Linked DNA regions of Bos taurus: region 2 is linked to region 1. A link is a contact called in public Hi-C data. All regions are on one chromosome and are shown on one strand. The core of a region is the stretch at or near the end of the contact, and the rest is flanking DNA. Distances in the headings are between cores, read along the strand shown.

Evidence for each region. Hi-C and Micro-C count contacts between places; a contact is called where the count stands out from the background.
Region 2: a contact with region 1 is called in a Hi-C map of skeletal muscle, with 5 times the contacts expected there. The contact joins the promoter of SCOC here to the promoter of MGAT4D in region 1. A contact is called at or near these places in 2 of 11 Hi-C or Micro-C datasets (liver and skeletal muscle).

Annotation. Positions count from the first base shown.
Region 1 is chr17:17,199,291-17,206,967 of ARS-UCD2.0, forward strand. It overlaps MGAT4D (MGAT4 family member D), which reads left to right and starts at 4,753. Exons shown (of 13, transcript XM_059876254.1): 1 at 4,753-4,917. ELMOD2 (ELMO domain containing 2) reads right to left here and starts at 4,627. Exons shown (of 9, transcript NM_001075705.1): 1 at 4,538-4,627; 2 at 3,270-3,421; 3 at 1,962-1,990. The coding sequence starts at 3,411.
Region 2 is chr17:17,332,879-17,340,555 of ARS-UCD2.0, forward strand. SCOC (short coiled-coil protein) reads right to left here and starts at 3,488. Exons shown (of 4, transcript NM_001191427.1): 1 at 3,308-3,488. The coding sequence starts at 3,488. It overlaps LOC107133280 (a long non-coding RNA gene), which reads left to right and starts at 3,561. Exons shown (of 6, transcript XR_003029988.2): 1 at 3,561-3,639.

The sequences.
Region 1 (7,677 bases), core at 3,503-6,002:
AGATCATGGCATCCAGTCCCACCACTTCATGGGAAACAGATGGGGAAACAGTGGAAACAGTGTCAGGCTTTATTTTTCTGGGCTCCAAAATCACTGCAGATGGTGACTGCAGCCATGAAATTAAAAGACGCTTACTCCTTGGAAGGAAAGTTATGACCAACCTAGATGGCATATTCAAAAGCAGAGACATTATTTTGCCAACTAAGGTCCGTCTAGTCAAGGCTATGGTTCTTCCTGTGGTCACGTATGGATGTGAAAGTTGGACTGTGAAGAAGGCTGAGCGCCGAAAAATTGATGCTTTTGAACTGTGTGGTGTTGGAGAAGACTCTTGAGAGTCCCTTGGACTGCAAGGAGATCCAACCGGTCCATTCTGAAGGAGATCAGCCCTGGGATTTCTTTGGAAGGAATGATGTTGAAGCTGAAACTCCAGTACTTTGGCCACCTCATGTGAAGAGTTGACTCATTGGAAAAGACTCTGATGCTGGGAGGGATTGGGGGCAGGAGGAGAAGGGGACGACAAAGGATGAGATGGCTGGATGGCATCCCTGACTCTATAGACGTGAGTCTCAGTGAACTCCGGGAGTTGGTGATGGACAGGGAGGCCTGGCGTGCTGCGATTCATGGGGTCGCAAAGAGTCGGACACGACTGAGCAACTGATCTGATCTGATCTGATCTGATGTTACTCAAACAAGAATCTAGATGACCCACACTCTACCTATGCCACACCAACTAATCTATATACAGAGGAAAAAAACTGTGAACTACTATAGGGAAGTATAGCATGTGTTAGACTGAATAATCGGCCCCTATTTTTCATTCCCATGTAACTGAATTATATACCCACATGTCTAACATGGCTTTATGGTGAGCAGAATGTATTTCTCCATCCCTTCACTTGGGCTTGGCCATGTAACTTATTCTAGGCATGTTAATGACACATGACACGAGAAAACTTAAAATATATTTGTGTGGTTGGAGCTCCAACGATTTACTATGAATCAATGTGGATTCTTTTCAATCTGGATCCCAGAATGAGATAACTGGAACAGACCTGAACTTGGCACCAGCTTGAGGAAGAGCCTGTCTAGTCGGCCCACAGATATATGAATAAGAAATAACTAACTTTGGTATATGTCACTGAGATTTTATAAGTCTGTTACACAGAAGACTCTTAGAAGAGTCCCTTGGAATGCAAGCAGATCAAGGCAGTTAATCCTAAAGGAAATCAACCCTGAATACTCATTGGAAGGACTGATGCTGAAGTTCAAATACTTTGGCCACCTGATGCGAAGAGCCAACTCACTGGAAAATACTCTGATGCTGGGAAAGAGTGAAGACAAAATGAGAAGTGGGTGGCAGAGGATGATGGTTGGATAGCATCACTGACTTGATGGACATGAATTTGAGCAAACTGTGGAGATAGTGGAAGACTGAGGAGCCTGGTGTGCTACAGTCCATGAGGTCACAAAGAGCTGGACACAACTTAGAGACTAAACCACAGCAATACAGCAGTAGCTGACTAATCAATAGCATGAGTAATAAAAAGTGGCTTATTTTGGATCAAAAGGTTTTCTATTGAAAACCCAAATAACTATCCAAACCTATCCTAAGGACACAATCTATGAGAAGGCTTTCCCCCTAAACACTTTGCTTTCCCACAAGTTATCAAGTTTTGAGGTAAGATAAACAAGCAAAACCTCAAAACAGAACAAATTATTCAAATACTTCTTTGTGACAAGTATTGTACGCTCCCCCCCTCCTCACACACACAAAGAGAAAAAAGTGTTTTAAAAAATAGAATACTACTTCTTAAGTGGGAAAACTTCACACAATACTCTTTACAGCAAAGACTCTTCTAGTAGCACACTAAAAATAATTAACTCTAAAACTAAGACATTCTTTTAAAGAAAAAGTATCTCCAAGTTAATTTTCTAGAATTATTACCTTGATATGATCCTACCTTATTCTTGGAGTATGTCAAGGAATTTTCTGAAAAGAAGCAAAACAATATTATTACTTACTGTTTGTGAATTACTCTATAAACAAATATTATAAATACTGAGAAAATAACAAATTATTTTAATAGCTCTAGATGATACAATAATTTTTACATTTTTTTTCTTATCAAGAGGTACTTTGCTCTCTTCAGAGTAGTCAAAAGGGCAACTCTTAAGATCAAGCAAGAATTTAAGTCAGTCAGAAATTTGTGAAAAATCTTAGGAAGTAATTAAACTTCAGTTATCCAGATGCCCTGAGGTTCCCTCCCTGACCGTCTGCCATTCTTTGCCTGTTGTCTTGGCTACCAACACCCACTGCTCACATCTAACAGGGGTGGATTTCTTAGTTGAAGCGCACTTGTTCAACACAAAAGAGGTTTTGGTTAAGTCATGATTTTCCCATTTAACACCGTGAGCATGAAGTGCAGTGCATCCCTGGTCTGCCTTACTCTGGTCAAGGAGAAATGACCTCAGTCACACTTCTCACTCATCTGTGTTCTAATTTAAAGTAATATTTTCAATTTAGCATGGAAAGCTGATCAATTTTAGAAGGTTAAAGAGCAGCACTGTTCAACAGAAATATAATGCAAGCCCAAATGTGAACCATGTATGTTCACATTTAACATTTACATCTTAACATTTTCTAGTAGCCATATAAGAGTAACAGACACTAATAAAAGTAACATTAATATATTTTAACCCAAAGATCCAAAATATTATCACTTCAACATACAATGAATATAAACAATTATTAGTGAGACACCTTTACATTCTTTGTTCACACAGTCTTTGAAATCCAGCATGTATTTCATACCTCTGCACATCTCAATTCAAACCAATCACATTTCAAGTGTTCAACAGCCACATGTGGCTATTGGCTACACAGTATGACAGAGCAGATTTCCAGTCTAATGATCTTTCTCAGGGATTACCAGATTGTTCTTTCATGAACTGCATTGAGAAATTAAGACTGAAGGATGCTGAATGTAAAAATGGATCCCCTTTACTTAAGTGAAAATTTCAAAGGGGTGATAGCAGTAGAGAGATTTTTTTTTTTCTAGAAAGTAGGTTGCAAGTATAATCTAAAATTTACTGATGAATTAAATAATTGTTTCTTTTTCCATAAAATCAGTTTTAGAGTGAGAAGGATTCAAAGATCATGAAACAGATTAAGTGATTTGATCACGATATGCAAGAGCATCTGTCACGATCAGTACTGAGAAAAACAGAATCTTGTTCATTTTTAATCATTCTTTTTTGAAAAACATTACCTATCCTGTGCGTCCTTTGTGCACCTACATAGGTATCAAAAATTCGCTGCAATTCACATTTTCCAGTCATCTGTCGTAAGAGCCATTTCATCCAAAATCGAAAAAAGTGCCCATAGAAGAACTCCCACAAAGCAATAAACATTTTTTTTTCCCTGCAGAAGGAAATATATGACAGGTTTAATGACCCTAAATTGGATTTTTTTAAAGGGAAAAATTAGTTTATCCAACTCATTGAATCCCAAATTACATTGTTAATCCATCATGTCTGTTTTATAGTAGTGTTAGGCATCTAAGAAAACAATGGCAGGTGTAATATACGCCATTTATATTAATTAAATGATGCTGGTCAAAAGGTCTATTTACCTCTTCTAAACAACTGTAAAAATCAAACTATTTACCTAGATTCAAGCTCTCGGTTCACTATTTCTTATTCTTTGAGAATAGGGATCAACAGGCCAAGAACGAAAGAATCCCAGCTAAGCAACGATTAAATCAAATACAGTATACATGAGAATTGTTTGTATAAGGAACAACTCTTCTTAACCCCGTGGATAACCCAGTTACATGTGTCCCAGTCAGGTGATCCCAGCAAACAAAAACACTACATATAGCTTACAAATTGAAGTACAAAGTTGAACACGGAGTAGATCACACCCTGGCTAATTGCTGATTTTCCATTCAACAGGTGAAGGGCAGAAATACTAAAAAGAGTGATAAACTACACCCTCGATAAAACTTAATCTTTATGCCCTAAGAAAAAAAATCTTCGGTTCTTAACATGGAGCGGGGTGGGGGAAATGCAAGTCAGGAAGAGTTACTTAAAAACTAAAGAAAAAGCTCATCTCCGTCCTGGCTTAAATATTCCCACCGATACATAGTCTCCCGAGGGATTGTCAAATTCGAAATCCCCTCAAGTCAGCGCAGAATCTGTGCAATCAGAGACGGGCTGAACTGTGACTTTAAAAAGAATCCATCTGGTCCGCGCTCATCAGAACAAAAGAAGCCGAACTGCCAAGCAGAGGGAACGCCAGCCTCGAGGCGCCAGAGCTCCCCAGCCCTTGGGGTGTCGCTGCGCCGCCGAGCCCCCCTCCCGGAGTCTGGCCGAATCCAGCTCGCGCCCTTCCCGCGAGTGGGAGGGAACGGCTCGCACAAAGCCCCGCCGGCCCGGATGCCCAGTGGACTTTCCGCAGGGCGCCACGGGGCTCGCGCGCCTCCAGCGAAGCCGCACCCAAGCAGCACCGGGCGAGAGGAAAACAAACAGCAGCCACCTCAAGGGAGCGGAAGAACTAGGAGGAGCTGGAGCTGCCTCGGTTTCCCCAACTGCAAACTGCCGGCAACGGAAACGACGCTACTAGCCGTGCGCTCCCTGCAAGCACCGCGACCCGGAAGTCGGGGAGCGAGACGGTGGGAACGCCTTCCCCGGGACACTGCTCGTCCCCGGCCCGTCCCACCGGCTTCTCCGATTGGCCCGAAATCCACCAATCGCGACCTCTGAAAGAATGACGCGCCGAGGGGCCCCGTCGCGCGTGCTCGGAGGCTGGAGACGCCCGACAGTTGCCCTGACAACGGCTACCTCGCGGCGTGTCCCGCGTCAAAGATAGGTCTTTGTCGGAGGGGCTCTGAAGATTTCGCTCTCCTTCAACTTCAGGTCAGTTGCGCACTGGAGAAGCGATGTGCTTTGTGTGACTTTCATAGAGCCAAGGTTACAAAAGCACTTTCACCTACATTTAGTCTTAACTCTGTGAAGTAATTAGCACTTTATGGATGAGGAAACGGAATTTATGTTGAATGACTTGCCCATGGCCACTAGCAGGAAGATAAGGAGAGCCCTGTATGCTGAGTAAAGAAGTTTAGACCTTGTCCTTTCATAATATATATCTAATCGTCAATTAATAGGACATTTATCCCGTAACTGGTGTTTGTTTTTTCTTGAAAAAGTAATTTATGTACATGATTATTTTTTTTTAAACCCAACCTCAGACAATGTATTCATTAAGTCAAGTAATCTGTTGATTGGCTGTTATGCACCAGGCAGTGTTCCAAAAGGGAGTCATACACCAAATAAATGCAAATATTTAGTATGTCAGGTGGTACTAAAGTAAAAGGGTATTAGGGAAAGGAAGGAGTGTATTTACATACAGTATAGTCAGGGCAGTCTCCGTGTTACAGTGCCACTTGAGTAGTGATCTGAATGAAGTAAGACAGGGAGAGAATCTGGAGGAAGAGTATTCTAGACACTAGAATAGCAAATGCGAAGGGCTTTAATCAGGAGCATACTTTGTAAGTTGGAGGACTAGCAAAAGGACAGTATGGTTGGAGAAGAAAGACCAGGGGGAGAGTAAAATATAAGTACAAAGGACAACCTATATTGAAAAATGACTTTTACCCACCCATGCACAACTCCTGGCCCCTCAACCCCTTGCTCAAAAGCAACCAGTATTAGTTTTTTATACTTTCAGGGGTATTCTATGAAAATGTGTGTGTGTGTGTGTATACATATATATATATAGAGAGAGAGAGAGAGAGAGAGACAGGTATATATAATATTCCCTCCCTCCATCTCATTGTTAACACAGATTGAAGCAGCGGTACACACTCTTCCACACCTCAACCACATTTTTCAAAAAGGCGCTAATTGTAAAACAGTAGACATGTGAAGGGTGCGTAAGTCCTCATCCCTGACCCATAGAAGCAACCAACTTGGCAATGAAATCTGGACGTATACTATAATGATAAAACATAGACTCAGATCTTGAAAGGAACTTAAAGATCATCTCAATGAATATTTTTTTATTGTACATAAAAAATATTCAAAAGGCAAAGTTACACAGCCAGTCTGGCAAATTTAAGATCTAGAAACAAACTTCTATTTTAGGGGTCTAGTATTACATAATACCTTCATATAATAGAGAGTGAGATAATTCTGTAGTACAATTATGTAATTCTTTTACCTTTTCAAGGTGCTACACTGAGTGGGGGAGGGGCAAGAAAGGAACTGTTCTTATTGTCTCCATGCTGCCTGTTAGCCCATGTCTATCCAGGTTTTTCTCCGGGAGAGGAGAATGCTCACCCGTTTGGTCAGAACTCAGGAAGTTGATTGAACTGATTTATTGGAAGTAGGATCACTGTCCATTATGACGCCTTGTGCATATGATTTCCTTGTCTGCCACAAATTCATTTGCTTGTAAGAAGGCAATGGCAACCCACTCCAGTACTCTTGCCTGGAAAATCCCATGGATGGAGGAGCCTGGTGGGCTGCAGTCCATGGGGTCGTGAAGAGTCAGACACGACTGAGCGACTTCACTTTCACTTTTCACTTTCATGCATTGGAGAAGGCAATGGCAACCCACTCCAGTGTTCTTGCCTGGAGAATCCCAGGGACGGCGGAGCCTGGTGGGCTGCCGTCTGTGGGGTCGCACAGAGTCAGACACGACTGAAGTGACTTAGCAGCAGCAGCAGATACGTTAAACCAGTCCTGTGCCTCAAGGAAGACTGGCTTTCTCTCTCTCCTATTCTATTTGGCTTTCTTTTTCTATGTGGCTGGTAAATGATGGTTAAATCCTAAGATTAGAATTCTGTCTTCAAAAAGATAGGACCTACTTAGGTCTCTGAACTAACTTCTAAATTTCGACCAGGTCTTACTAGATATGCCTACATGGAAAACAAAGGCTATAGTGTAATGGAGTTTGGTTGTATTTCTGAGTAGTACTGAGGAATCTCTGCTTTCTTGGATTCTCAGACTAAACAGCCAAGGCACTGTTGATTTAGAAGCTGCTTAATGGGAAGAGTTGTTTGGTATGACTGTTAATCAACAATTTGTTATGGTGTTCAGTTTGATTCATGTGCATCCGTGTGTGCTAAGTCACTTCAGTCGTGTCCCACTCTTTGCAACCCTATGGACTGCAACCCTCCAGCCTCCTCTGTCCATGGGATTCTCCAGGCAAGAACACTGGAGTGGGTTGCCATGCCCTCCTCCAGGGAATCTTCCTGACTCAGGGATTGAACACGAGTCTCTTATGTTTCCTGCATTGGCAGGTGGGTTCTTTACCACTAGCGCCACCAGGGAAGCCCCCGATCCATAGATGACACAAATAAAACATCAAGTCTTTTGAAGTGTGTGAACTCTGGAATGCAGCAAGTTTATACTGAGAAGGAAAACTATATTCTCCTTCCACTAACAGTGAAATGGATTACTTCCTTAGACGCATTAAAAATGTTAAGGACAATCGACAGATGAATGGATAAAGAAGTTGTGGTACATATACACAATGGAATGTTACTCAGCCATAAAAAGGAATGAATTTGAGTTAATTGTAATGAGGTGGATGAACCTAGAGCCTGTTATTCAGGGTGAAGTAAGTCAGAAAAACAAATTTTGTATATTAAAGCCTATATATGGAATCTAGAA
Region 2 (7,677 bases), core at 2,238-4,737, 130 kb after region 1:
ACTGGAAAAGGTCAGTTTTCATTCCAATCCCAAAGAAAGGCAATGCCAAAGAATATTCAAACTATTGCACAATTGCACTCATCTCACACACTAGTAAAGTAATGCTCAAAATTCTCCAAGCCAGGCTTCAACAGTATGTGAACCATGAACTTCCAGATGGTCAAGCTGGATTTAGAAAAGGCAGAGGAACCAGAGATCAAATTGCCAATATCTGCTGGATCATGGAAAAAGCAAGAGAGTTCCAGAAAAACATCTACATCTGCTTTATTGACTATGCCAAAGCCTTTAACTGTGTGGACCACAACAAACTCTGGGAAATTCTTAAAGAGATGGGAATACCAGACCACCTGACCTGCCTCTTGAGAAATCCGTATGCAAGTCAGGAAGCAACAGCACTGGACAGGGAACAACAGACTGGTTCCAAATAGGGAAAGGAGTACCTCAAGGCTGTATATTGTCACCCTGCTTATTTAACTTATATGCAGAATACATCATGAGAAACCCTGGGCTGGATGAAGCACAAGCTGGAATCAAGATTGCCAGGAGAAATATCAATAACCTCAGATATGCAGATGACACCACTCTTATGACAGAAAGTGAAGAACTAAAGAGCCTCTTGATGAAAGTGAAAGAGGAGACTGAAAAAGTTGGCTTAAAACTCAACATTCAGAAAACTAAGATCATGGCATCCAGTTCTATCACTTCATGGCAAATAGATGGGGAAACAGTGACAGACTTTATTTTGGCTCCAAAAATCATTGCAGATGGTGACTGCAGCCATGAAATTAAAGGATGCTTGCTTCTTGGAAGAAAAGTTATGACCAACCTAGACAGCTATTAAAAGCAGAGACATTGCCAACAAAGGTTCGTCTAGTCAAAGCTATGGTTTTTCCAGTGGTCATGTATGGATGTGAGAGTTGGACTATAAACAAAGTGAAAAGTCAAAGTGAAGTCACTCAGTCGTGTCCGACTCTTTGCGACCCCGTGGACTGCAGCCTATCAGGCTCCTCCGTGCATGGGATTTTCCAGGCAAGAGTGCTGGAGTGGATTGCCATTTCCTTCTCCAGGGGATCTTCCCAACCCAGGAGTCGAACCTGGGTCTCCCACATTGCAGGCAGACGCTAAAGCTGAGCGCCAAAGAATTGATGCTTTTGAACTGTGGTGTTGAAGAAGACTCTTGAGAGTCCCTTGGACTGCAAGGAGATCCAACCAGTCCATCCTAAAGGAAATCAGTCCTGAATGTTCATTGGAAGGACTGATGCTGAAGCTGAAACTCCAATACTTGGCCACTTGATGTGAAGAACTGACTCATTTGAAAAGACCCTGATGTTGGGAAAGATTGAAGGCAGGAGGAGAAGGGGACGACAGAGGATGAGACAGTTGGATGGCATCACCGACTTGATGGACATGAGTTTGAGCAAGCTCTGGGAGCTGGGGATGGGACAGGGAGGCCTGACGTGCTGCAGTCCATGGGGTCACAAAGAGTCGGACGCGACTGAGCGACTGAACTGAACTGTATCGTCTCTGCCTTTTAGCTCTAATACAAGTCACAAAAAGAATTTTAGAAAAAAAATCTACAATCTAAATCTGATTTTCACAAATAAGCCAGGGCCAAGATGATAATGGCGTACCCACGATCATAGTAGTAGTTACACAGAGCCAAGGCTACATATAGTCAACGTCCCAGTCTAGTTTTTCCCACATCACCACTGGTATGCTCACATCTGAGACCTGAGCTTTTGAGACTTTTCTCTGATATCCACAACCACTCACTTTTCTACATCTAAAACTGATTGTCATCATCTATGATCCATTTATTAATGAACTAGTAAGACTACGAAATGGAGAAGGCAGTGGCAACCCACTCCAGTACTCTTGCCTGGAAAATCCCATGGACGGAGGAGCCTGGTGGGCTGCAGTCCATGGGGTCGCTAAGAGTCAGACACGACTGAGCGACTTCACTTTCACTTTTCACTTTCATGCATTGGAGAAGGAAATGGCAACCTACTCCAGTATTCTTGCCTGGAGAATCCCAGGGACGGGGGAGCCTAGTGGGCTGCCGTCTACGGGGTCGCACAAAGTCGAACACGACTGAAGTAACTTAGCAGCAGCAGCAGCAAGACTACTAAAAGTCACTGTGCTTTAATATACTAAATGTTTTACACATATTATTAGTTCATCAAATCAACAGGACATGGCAATTTATAAATGTGGACACAATCTCAGAAAGGCTACGTATTTTTCTTAGATTTTACAGCCAAAGTCTGTATCAAGAATTTGAACTCAGATCTAACTATAAAATCCCTGTATTACACAACAGAAGGCACTTTAACATGGCCTTAATCTAAATTTGCAAAACATTTTACAACCCTTAATGTCAAATTTTCTTGCTATTTCTGCTATCTAAAAACCTAAATGTAAGTTCCATACCCTTCAAGTTGCATCGACTATCAAAGTTTTTTCAGGTACCTTCAAATTCTGACTTGTTCTGGTTAAATAAATCCAATTTTAAATTCTTCAAAATTAAGGGATTGATTGCCCAAACAAGGATTTGCTCATAAACGGGATCCCCAGAGTGGCTAGCTATGCTGGCTTTAATCAATGAATGAGTACAGGCACAGAATATAGAAGCATAGCTTTATCTCAGGTACAGATTCAGCGTTGGAAACACAGCATCTGTCCTTAATATTATTACGTCATAGTACCAGAATCGATACATTAAACAACAAAACCCTGTCTTTCAGGGATGTCCCTTGTTTCTCCTCCAATCCTAACTCCCCTAGATGTGTCCATGAAGACCTTGAGAAAGATGGTCATTGAGAAACTAAACCGAGAGCTACTTTCAGAGCCTAACAAGATGCCGCCAATCCTGGTTTTACCGCTCTCTTGCCTCCCTCCCCGCCTGGGCGTCCTTTCCCCCCATCTCCGAGTTCTCAGCAGGTCCAGGCGAGCCAGGTCCCATCCCACCCGAACACTCCCTCCCACAGTCCCATTTCAGGGCTGGACAGAGTCCTTAGACTCCGGAGCGGCGGGGACAAGGCGACAGCAAGCCCGCGCGAAGGACCGCCGGCGACCCTCCACAAAGGAACCTCTGGGCCCAGTACTGAGAGGATGAGAAAGAGAGGTTGCGCAGGAGTTCTCCGGGGAGCCAGGCCTCAGCCGCCCATCAAATGCCTAGGCGCTCTTCCCCGGTCCCCGATGCGCCGGCCAGCGTCCAGCCCACCCCGCCCTCCAGGCCCTCAGCAGTATAGAGGCCGCAATTCCAGCCGCCGAAGCCGGGCCCTTCGAGGTCCACGACAACCCTCACCTGCCTTCTGAGGCGCCGGCAGGGGGAGGGCTCGGTAAGACGCCTCAGGCCTGAACACTTGGACCAACTGGCACCGGCAGCCCCACCCTTTCCGCCCACAGAGCGTGCGCCGAGCCAGGAGTCCCGCCCCTGCCTGCCCTGTTGCCAGCCAATCACCACTCAAGAAAACACGCCTGCGCATTAGCTTCCCGACGCCCCAATCGTCCTATCCCAAAGCCTCAGATCCACCTTTTGCCATAACAAAAGGACAGGACAGTGGTATCCAATCAGAGTTGAGATCGTTGTAGGCGGGTCCGGGAAGAGCAACAGCCAATGACAGTACATTAGCTAAGGTAAGCGTGTGAAAGCCTGTCCGATAGAGGTAGCTTCTCAAGTCTCAGCAGGTCCCTGAAAATGGGGTCAAGAAATCTGTGGTAAATTCTGACAGCTGTCAGGAATGAGGTCGGTAAAACTGAACTCTGCGCCAGAGAGAGAAATCCTTCAAATTTAAGACAAGGGCATGTCTGGACATAATAGCAGAGAAAGTACGGTGGTTTTCAATTCTAAAAGCAGACTTTGCCATATTTTTAATTTTCCAAATCTGAAAGCTCTTTAAGTGTAACTCTAATGGATAAGTCATCTTCGTATCTTCCCCCATTTAAAATCCATTAGTGCGCCCGACCACTTAATAATATTTTAGAATTGAGAAAATACCTTAATACTACTTTGGTATAGAGCACTTTTGCTCACTTTATAATATTTGATCCTCCCAGCAACCCACAGAAAGAAGCTTAAGAGTAAACTAATGTCCTGCTCAAGGTCATAGACAAAGTATGAAATGCTGTGTGCGAGCCTTTGGGATATAATGTTACCGACTTGATACCAATCACACATACCCAGCACCTGACACAAAGCAGCATCCTGTTTTGTCGTTATTGTTTTTCCAATTCAAATGTGTTTATTGTTTAATTTTTTATTTTTCTTAAGTTATGAATGAAAGTATGATAACACATTTACAGGATACTGGGAAAATACAGAACAAAGTAATATATAGTTCCACTATATATTGCAATGATTTTTTAAGTAGATGAATTAAAATTTTTGGTTGGAGTTTCAATATCAAACTCTCAAAAGTTAACAATGAATAGACAGAAAAATAGAAGGATATAGTAGGCCTGAGAAGCACTATGAACCAATTAAACATAATGATTTATACAATTTTCACACAACAGTAGGATACAAATTCTGTTTGAGTTCCCATAGACTAAAAACCATATCCTGCTTGTTTTTAACATTTGTTATTGTTTCGGCGTTGACACTTTCTCCTGAGTTGTAGAGGTGAGCCTTACATCTACTTGGTTTCTTAACTTTTTACTTCTAGCACAGTTTGCTGACCTTGAGCCTTATTTCCTTTAAGGAATATATTAAAAAAATTTTCCATTCAGTGTTGGAGAACTATACCTTCCACTGGAACTAAGATGGACACCATGAGGAAAATTTACTAGACTTCAGTGCAGGAACTAAGTAAATGGGAAATAAGAAAGGTTCAACGTAAGTCTAATAGTGTCAAAATGAGAGGCTAGAGAGGATGGGTGTGGGCAGCATTCAAAGAATAATAACTAAGAATTTTTCCGGGTTATGGAGTAGTTGAGTTAGATTCAAGAACACTTATTCTTGAGCAGGAATTCCATACCTGGATACATTATGGTGAAACTGCAGAACACCGAAGACTATGAGAACTATTAAAAGCAGATTTTTACCCCCCTAGATGAACAGGTTTGGGGGGTGTTTTTTCTTTTGGTTTTAAATAGGGTAAAACATACATAAAAGATTTACCATGTAAATAACTGTTTTAAAGTGTACAGTTCAGTAGTGCTAAGTATATTCTCATTGTGCAACCAATTCCCAGAACTTTGTTCATCTTTCAAAACTGAGACTCTGTGCCCATTAAACAACAACTCCCCACTTCACCTCTACTGCTAGCCCCTAGCATCACTCTTTCTGTCTCTATCAATTGACTATTTTAGGCACCTTATTTAAGTGGAATCATACAGTATTTGTCTTTTGTGACTAACCTATTTTGCTTAGCATAACATCCTCAAAGTTTATCCATGTTGTATTAGAATTTCTTCTTTAAGGTTGAATATTAGTTCACTGTATGTGTATACCACATTTTATCCATTCATCCTTCAGTGGACACTTGAGTTGTTTATAACTTTTAGCTATTATGAATGCTGCTTTGAATGCAATATATGCAAATATCTCTTTGATACTCTACTTTCAGTTCTCTTGAGTATATAACAAGTGGACTTGCTAGATCATATTGAAATTCTATTTTAAAAGCAACTTTTTAAAGTGCAGTATTAACACAAGGACAGACATAAAGAAAGTTAGAAAGGCAAGTGCCTGTAGCTGGAAGTTGGTATCCAATAAAGGTGTTTGGTAAGGAAGAAATGTTAGTGAAGTTGTGGGAAAAACTATTGTTTCCTCTTCTTCATAGTAAAATTGGCACAATAACTTTGTTAATATCCTATAGAAAAGACAGATTATGGTGGTTTTAGTTAAACTGGCTATTCATATAAAAATATGAGGTTAGATCCTGATTTCACACCACAAATAAAATTGAATTACAAATGAAATAAATATGCAGTGTGAAGTAAATATGTATTCTGAACTTTTAGGAAAAAACAGGTATCTTTATGACATCACTGTAAGGAGGAATTTGTTAAACCAGACAAAACAGTACCATTCGTTAGGAAAGATTTTAAATTTTGATTGTTTTATACACAGACAAGAAGACATTTTAAATAAAGTTAAAAACAAGCCACAGACTGAAAGAATAAAGTTCTGAAAATATAAAGAATCTCAACAAAGATAAAAAATATATTCAAATAACATAAACAGGCAACTCACAGAAGAGGAAAACTTAGTGGTCAGAAAGATTTTTTTTTTTAATGTTTACCTTCACTAGTACCAGGGAGATTGATATTAAAACAAGATAAAGGGATCAGTGGATCAGTTCATTAAAAAGATACAAATCCTAACAGCTACAAAATGGTACTGAAGGAAAAACGGATAGAACTGAAATAAGAAACTAGCCCACAACAGTAGTTGGAAAGTTCATGGCTTCACTCTCTGTAATTTGTAAAACAAATGTACAGAAAATCTATAAGGATACAGATCCAGGTCTGAAGCTTACCTTCACATTAGAGTCACGTGGAAATCTCCTAATGACTTCAAAGAGCAAGAGTTATCAAATGATACATCCCACCCTTATTAAAATTTTAGTCTTTAAGGTGGGATACTGGCATTAATACTTTTGGAATTTACAAAGGTGGTTTCAACAGAGTGGGATCTATTGATATAGAAGACCTGAATGAAAATTCTATCAATATATTTAACCTATTTGACATTTCTAGAACATTCCACCCAATAACTAGGACACATGTCTTCTTTTTAAGTGCACATGGAATATTCACCAAAATGGACCATAAAACAACCTCAACAAAGTTTAAATGATTAAAGTCATGACAAAATATTTTCTCTGCCCCCAAAGAAATTAAACTAGAAATCAATAACAAAAAGATATTTTTAAAAAACCCAAGTAATTGGAAATTAAACTACATGCTTCTAAACAAAATGTGAGTCACAAGAGAAGTCACAAGAGAAATTAGAAAATATTTTTAATTAAAATGTAAACATGTCAAATTTATGAGATGCAATGAAAGCAGTGCTTTGTGATATTTCCTTACCATTAAATGCTTATATGAGAAAACAAGGGAGGTCTCAAAATAAGAATCTAAGTGTTCACTTGAAAAAATTAGGAAAAGAAGGACAAATTAAACTCAAAACAAGCAGTTGGAAAGAATATAGAGTAAAAACTAATCATGTTGAAAAACTTTAAAACAGTAGGAAAAAACCAATGAAATCAAAAGATGGTTCTTTTAAAGGAACAGTAAAATTAAAAGCTCTAGGCAAATTTATCTAGGAAGAAAGAGAAGACACTATAAATTACAGATATCAAGAATAAAAGAGGGGGCATCATTATAGATTCTATAGACATTAAAAGGCTAATGAGAGACTATTAATAACAACCTATGCCAATAAGTTTGATAATTTAGATAAAATGGACAAATCCCTGAAAGAAAAAAAAATTAAAGCTCACTCAACAAGAACAGATGATGTGAATAGTTCTCTGTCCATATTTTAAAATTTATCTGTATTTTGAAGTGTCATTACCAGATTAATCTTCCCACAAAAGATACTATATATTCAAATGATGTCACTGGTAAATTCTTCTAATTATTGTCAGAATTTTATCAGTTCGCCATAAACTCTTCCAGAAAATAAAATAGGACAGAACACTTCCCAACACATTTTATAAGAACAGC